Regions from separate parts of the Cricetulus griseus genome. Here region 1 is linked to region 2. A link is a contact called in public Hi-C data. All regions are on one chromosome and are shown on one strand. Each heading gives the region's core, a stretch centred on a gene start, on an enhancer-like site or on the middle of the called end of the contact. The rest is flanking DNA. Distances are from core to core; before and after follow the strand shown. Region 1 holds the start of Cmtm3 (CKLF-like MARVEL transmembrane domain-containing protein 3). Region 2 holds the start of Tk2 (thymidine kinase 2, mitochondrial).

The links. A called contact is a pair of places that touch in the nucleus more often than the background predicts.
Region 1: a Hi-C map of the CHO-K1 cell line shows a contact between it and region 2, with 4 times the contacts expected there. The contact joins the promoter of Cmtm3 here to the promoter of Tk2 in region 2. A contact is called at or near these places in 2 of 8 Hi-C or Micro-C datasets (the CHO-K1 cell line and fibroblasts).

What each region holds. Positions count from the first base shown.
Region 1 is chr3:180,612,475-180,615,306 of CriGri-PICRH-1.0, forward strand. It overlaps Cmtm3 (CKLF-like MARVEL transmembrane domain-containing protein 3), which reads left to right and starts at 1,560. Exons shown (of 4, transcript XM_027405742.2): 1 at 1,560-1,859. The coding sequence starts at 1,713. It overlaps LOC118238461 (a long non-coding RNA gene), which reads right to left and starts at 1,351. Exons shown (of 2, transcript XR_004768884.1): 1 at 600-1,351.
Region 2 is chr3:180,422,174-180,425,131 of CriGri-PICRH-1.0, forward strand. It overlaps Tk2 (thymidine kinase 2, mitochondrial), which reads right to left and starts at 1,418. Exons shown (of 10, transcript XM_027405735.2): 1 at 1,275-1,418; 2 at 606-643. The coding sequence starts at 1,389.

The DNA of each region.
Region 1 (2,832 bases), core at 310-2,809, 190 kb after region 2:
TCTGGTAAAGCAGAAACAGAACATCTGGAGCTCATTGACCAGGTTAATCTTGTGGAAATCCCATGCACTACAAATTCAGTGAGAGATTGTCAAAAAAAAAGACACCCCAGACCCTGGGTCTCTACCAGCAACTAGACCCAACAGTATTCATGTGAGCATGCACACACACAAAGGCACGCATGCACACACCCATGACTAAACAGGACAGATGTACAAAGGCCCTGTGGCAAAAGGAAGCATCAGTTTGCATGAGGGAGCATAATTAGTTATTTAAACGCGTATCTGACTGACAAGGAAGAAAGCAAGAGAGCCTCAGCTGCGATGGGCTAGCAGTGAAGGACAACGAGGTCAATCCTCAGATCTCTGGTTAGTCCAACACAGGAAGAACCCACGCCTTGGGCAGCTATCAAAAGAGTCCCTGAAGGACAGGCTGAGAACAGGAGTATGGCCAGGGAAATGACTGGGAAACTCCAACTGAGAAGAAGGAAGATAGGCTAGCCAAGGACCAAGGGGTGGATGGCTGGGGAAGTAGCAGGAGCTGAGAGAGGGGAGGGACACAGCAAGAGCTGACAGCTTAAGACCGTGGTGGTGGCACATACCTTTAATTCTCGCACTTGGGAGTCAGAGGCAGCAGGATCTCTGTGAGTTCGAGCCCCGTCTGGTCTACAGTGCGGGTTCTAGGACAGGCTCCAAAGCTACAGAGAGACCCTGTCTCGAAAAACAAAAACAAACAAAAAGAGCCGAGCCAGGAGGGTCCCTGCCCTAGAGATGTCTAGGCTCCCAGAAGATGCAAGGCAGAAAGTTAGTTCAAATTTAAGACAGGGAGCGGGGACAGGTGGTCGTGGCTTGGGAGCCCTCAGAGGAGGTAATAAGTGGGTCTGTATCTGCCAGGATGGGGTGAGGAGACAAACACTACCAGACGACTCCGGGCTAAGCAGGCCGCACAGAGCAGACCCGGCTGTTGGGGTCCGAGGAGACTGGGAGGACCCGGTACAGAATCCAAGGGGGCGGGAGATAGGGAGGTAGGCTCTAGAAGGAAGCTTGGGAAGCGGTGGGAGAATGGGGTAGAAGATAGGCGGGCAGAGTAAAGGAGGCTGTGAGAGACCGAAAGAAGGACGGAAATGGGGGGGGAGGGATAGTAGGGAGGAAGAGAAGTGGGGGGTGGTCGTTGATCGGAGGATAGAGGGCCAGGGATGGTCGGAAAGGCAGTGTGGTGCGGGGGTCAATGGATGGGCAAGTGAGCGCGGCAGAGCGCGGCAGGAGGAACTGAGAATGGAAGGACCCGGCGGGGGAGGATCCGAGGGGTAATGAGGGTGGAAGTGGAAGGATGGAAGACGGAAAGAGACTAGGTCTAAGGGGTAGTGGGGGGGGGATGGGGGCGGGATATGGGCCGGGTAGAGTCAGAGAGGCAGTGGGGGAGGTGGGGATGCGAATGGGAGGATGGGGGAGGAGGGATGAGCATGACAGCGTCCCAGGGACATTGTGGGTGTGGTTGGAGAATGGAGGGCGGGAGGATGGGCGGGGCAGGGTCCGAGGGACAGTTGTGGGTGGGGATGAGGGGGAGGATTGAAGGTGGTGGAGGCGGGACAGCGGAGGATGAGTCCCGGGCCTATTCTAACCCCACTTTTTCTCCTTCCGCACAGCGGGTTTCCGCTTCCCTCCAGGGCACTGGGTGAGGCAGTGAGGCCGAGGCTCGACGAGGTAGCGCCGCTATGTGGCCCCCGGACGCAGAGCCGGAGCCTGATCCAGAGTCCCCGGACCGCCCCCGAAGTGGCAGGACAGTGCCCGGGCTCAGCGCCCTGCTGCCCGCGCGCGCCTTCCTCTGCTCGCTCAAAGGTCGCCTCCTGCTGGCCGAGTCGGTGAGTGCGAGGGCTCCCCGGGTGCCCGAAGCCTAGTCCCTGTATCCCAAGCCCCAGTTCCTGCGCCTCCCACCCAGGAGACTCGCGCGAAGTTTGGCCACCGCCCCCAAACTTGAGACAGCTTCTCCGTAGCCGAGCGCGAGTCAAACTCAGGCCGGAGCCGTGGTCTTCCCGGCTTCTCCAGCCTGCGAGGCCCTCAAAAGGGACCCGAGGACACGGGTTTGAGGACTCAGTCCCCGCTGGCGCCGCGGCCTGGCTGCTGTGTGATCCCCGAGCGCCCCCTCCCTGCGCTGGCTTGGCTCCTTCAGGCTTTGGTCTCCTGTTCTGCAAACCCTCCCACTTCACTGGGTGAGACCCGGCCACCCGTGGGGTGCGGATCCTGAAGAGTGGGGTGCGGATCCTGAGGAGTGGGACGAGCCTCCGGGGAGTGGGTGAAGCTGGGACTGCATAGTGAAGGTGCAGGCAGACTGTTGTCCCAGGGTATCGAACCAGCGGGGTGACTTCATCCCCTCCTTCCTCCCTCCCCTACCACGCTCCTTCCTCCTTCCCGCTTGTCCCCACCCGACTAGGAAGGTCTCCTTTGTCCTCCTAACACTCCCGCATCGTCGCGTGTGGGGCGGGAACTGGCATGGGGCCTACGGACATGGTGAGAGGGGCGGGAGGAAGGACAGTGGAAGGAGGAAACAGCCCATGGCGACAGCCACTTGTTGCTTAGATCCCTAGCAACTTGATATCTGATCTGTTCCCATTTAAGGCCGGGGCTGGGGGGCGGGGATAGAAAGTGCCTTTAACTCAATCGAGGAGCTCTGAGACTAGGTGGCAGGGTTTCCGACCTAGGACTTTCCCCTTGTACCCCAGGACACATGCAGGAGGCATCAACCCTTAGGTCACTAGTAGAACCCAATACTTTTTTCCAAGTACTTTGTAGCAAGCAGACCTAAAGTCCACTCTTAGATTGGTCATCTCAGATCTC
Region 2 (2,958 bases), core at 168-2,667:
AAGAACATTTGATGAGGGGTGTATGCCCACAGAAGAAATTTAAGTCATCACACAGAAAATACTACCCATAATTTCAATGTAGAAATAAACACAGTTACTTTTTGGCCTGTTTCCCACATGCAGATTTCTCATCTTTGAGTCTTTCAACTGCTTGATGAAGACTTATGTGTGTACCACTTCATATGCAAAGTGCTCACAAAAAGAAACAAAGAAAGAGGAAAAAAGAGAAAGGAAAAGAAAATGTGAGGGTAAGAAAGAAACAGGGGATTACAAAAATAGGAGGGCATGCTGTCAAAGAACACAAGCAGTTTAACGGAAAGTTCTGTGCCTGTGTCACAACTCACTCCACTGTCCTCCAGAGGACGAGTCCAATCTCCAGCCATGGATGAGGATGTACCCCACATCTTTCTCTGGTGCTGAGAATGGAACTTACCTTATGCTTGCTGAGCATGCACTACCTACTCTCATTTTCACGGTTTACTTGTTTTTTTTTTTTTTTTTTTTTTTTTTTTTCACTGTGTGCACATATTGCTTCGGTCTCCGGCTCAAAAAAAAAAAAGAAGATATTATGCTACACTGGAGAATGCATGCAAAGAGGAACTTACCACTGCTTTTTTCTCTTTATCATTTTCTCTATCTTTATCTAAAAAAGAAAGGAAATCGACGTTTCAATTATTCACTCTTCTCTGTGCTAATCTGATAACCACACAAAGGTATTTTTATGTTTGCTTCTTTACTTAAAAATGTTTGCCATTCTCGGGACCCTCAGTAGTTGGGTCTTGTATGTGACACTGTACACCATTTGTGCTTGCTTACTTTCCTTCGCTTGGTATATTCTACTTCCCGTTTTCACCTGTATTGTGTGCTCAGAATCTTCACAGTGGACACAAGGAATGACCTACACCCACAAGATTCCGAAGAACGGACGGTGGCCTAAGGCTTAGGGCTGGGACCCACGTAGTCTGTTCTCTAGGTCAAGGCTGGCAATACTGCCAAACTCCAGCAGCAGCCCGAGGCCAAAGGAAGAGGATCCCCACTGCCAGCAAAGGTGGGAAAAAGCACCGCCCTCTAGGTGCGCAGGCACAGCGAGCTGGCTAAAGGTAGCTTCCGCCCCACCTAAAGAATCTGACCAGGAAACAGGAAGAGAAGCAGTGTTTGGACCCCAAGTGCAGGTCCTCACAGTTCCTTAGGGCCCCGGGTAAGTCCGGTGACTTGCAGGGGAGGGGGAGGGGACCAGAGCAGCCCCTACGACATGGCACAAAAATACTAGTTACCCGGAGGCCAGGCGCGGTGAGGTGCCCACAGCTGCCCGGTACCCGAAATGAGGCTTCCGGAGCTTGCACTACGCAGCGAACAGGCAGCCCAGCCTAGAAGAGGTCGTAGCAGCATAGTCCCTAGTAGACGTGCTAGCCCGACTTCCTTCCGGTGTGCATTGGAGCCCCGCCCCACCCCTCTCATGGCCCCGCCCCTTAAAGGGTCGTCACGATTTTTCTTCCTCTAGGCTAGACAGAAAAGATCCAAAGTGAGGATTATACAATATGCAGACGGTAGAATGTGAGGAACCAAAAATTAAAATTAATAGAAGTTTAAGAACTTGGGCCCTAAAAAGGGAATGTCTAATGGTGAAGAAAAATTTAACTCCTTAAATCAGGAGTGCCATGGCTGGCACCTGATCCCCTGCTTTCAGAGAAGGGGAGGTAACTGCCCACCACTCCTGTTAACATTCCTTTGCTAATTGCTGGTCATAAAGATTCCCCAGCCCAGGGGATAACTGACAGACCCTCCGTGGCCCTGTAACCCTGCAACCCTGTGCCCTGTCTTATCTCACTCAAATGTATCTCACTTAAAATATATAGCTACTGATTTACTCTGTACTTTGTATGACCTTAAGTAACCATGGAAACTCTGAAATTTGTGGCCTTCAACCTTATGGTCTGCCCCCTCAAAAGCTTCTCATTTGGGCTGGTTGGGATCTCATTTGCCTGCCATGCAGTGAGATCCTAGCTGGCCAGCTTGAAATAAAAAGAAACCGTTTGCTTTTGCATCAGAGTGTCGGCTCCTTGGGTTAGTCTCTGGGCTCCAAGAACCTGGCACAACAGAAGGCATCCCTTACCTAACTAAGCTTAGAGAATGGGTGGATAATAATGCTGGGAACTGATAGGTTCATTAGCATGTAAGATTATTTCATTGATTGCCTGCTCTATCCACACCTGGTACACGCTGACTCACAATGTCCTGATTTTCCTTTTAACATTTCTGCAGGTATACATTGTCATTCCCATTTTCCAAGCTCATCCTTAAAGAATTGGGCTTGCTTAAAAGAGCCCTAGGTTTAATCCCCTTCATCACAAAAGCAGAGGGACTAAGGTGGGGAGCTGAGATGCAAGCCATTGTTTCCCAAGTCCACAGTCTTTGATATTTCCAACATTTGAACTATAATGTTGATCCCTCAGGAAGGCACAACCAATTCCTTCACTGAATGGACAAAAAAAAAAAAGATAAGAAGAAAGCATGCAACAACCCCCACTTGTAATCAGGTAGCAAAAATAAACCCATATGAGGTGCAGCTTGCACCTGGCCCAAACCAATAAACCCAGCTGTTGCCACCTTGACTGTACGTGGCAGTTACAATGTGTAGGTAGAGAAGTTTTCCACTTCTAGGTTGCAAGATGCTGGCAGAGAGAAGGAAGACATTTTCAGTTTCTGCCTTACTCTTTTGATCCATCACCAGAAGCCATCACCATAACTGAGTTTCCTGTTTATTTGCTAGGCACCTAGAAAAGACAATTATAACCGTGAAAATCAAGGTCAACATTTTTGAGAGCATGTGGGTGAGTTTGCTGGTAACTGCTGATCAGATTCAGCAGAATGATCAGGTCTTAGCTGGGCAGGGTCCAATGAGGTCTAAATATACTGGAGTGATATGCTGGTTCATTCTTTTCAACTCAACACAAACTA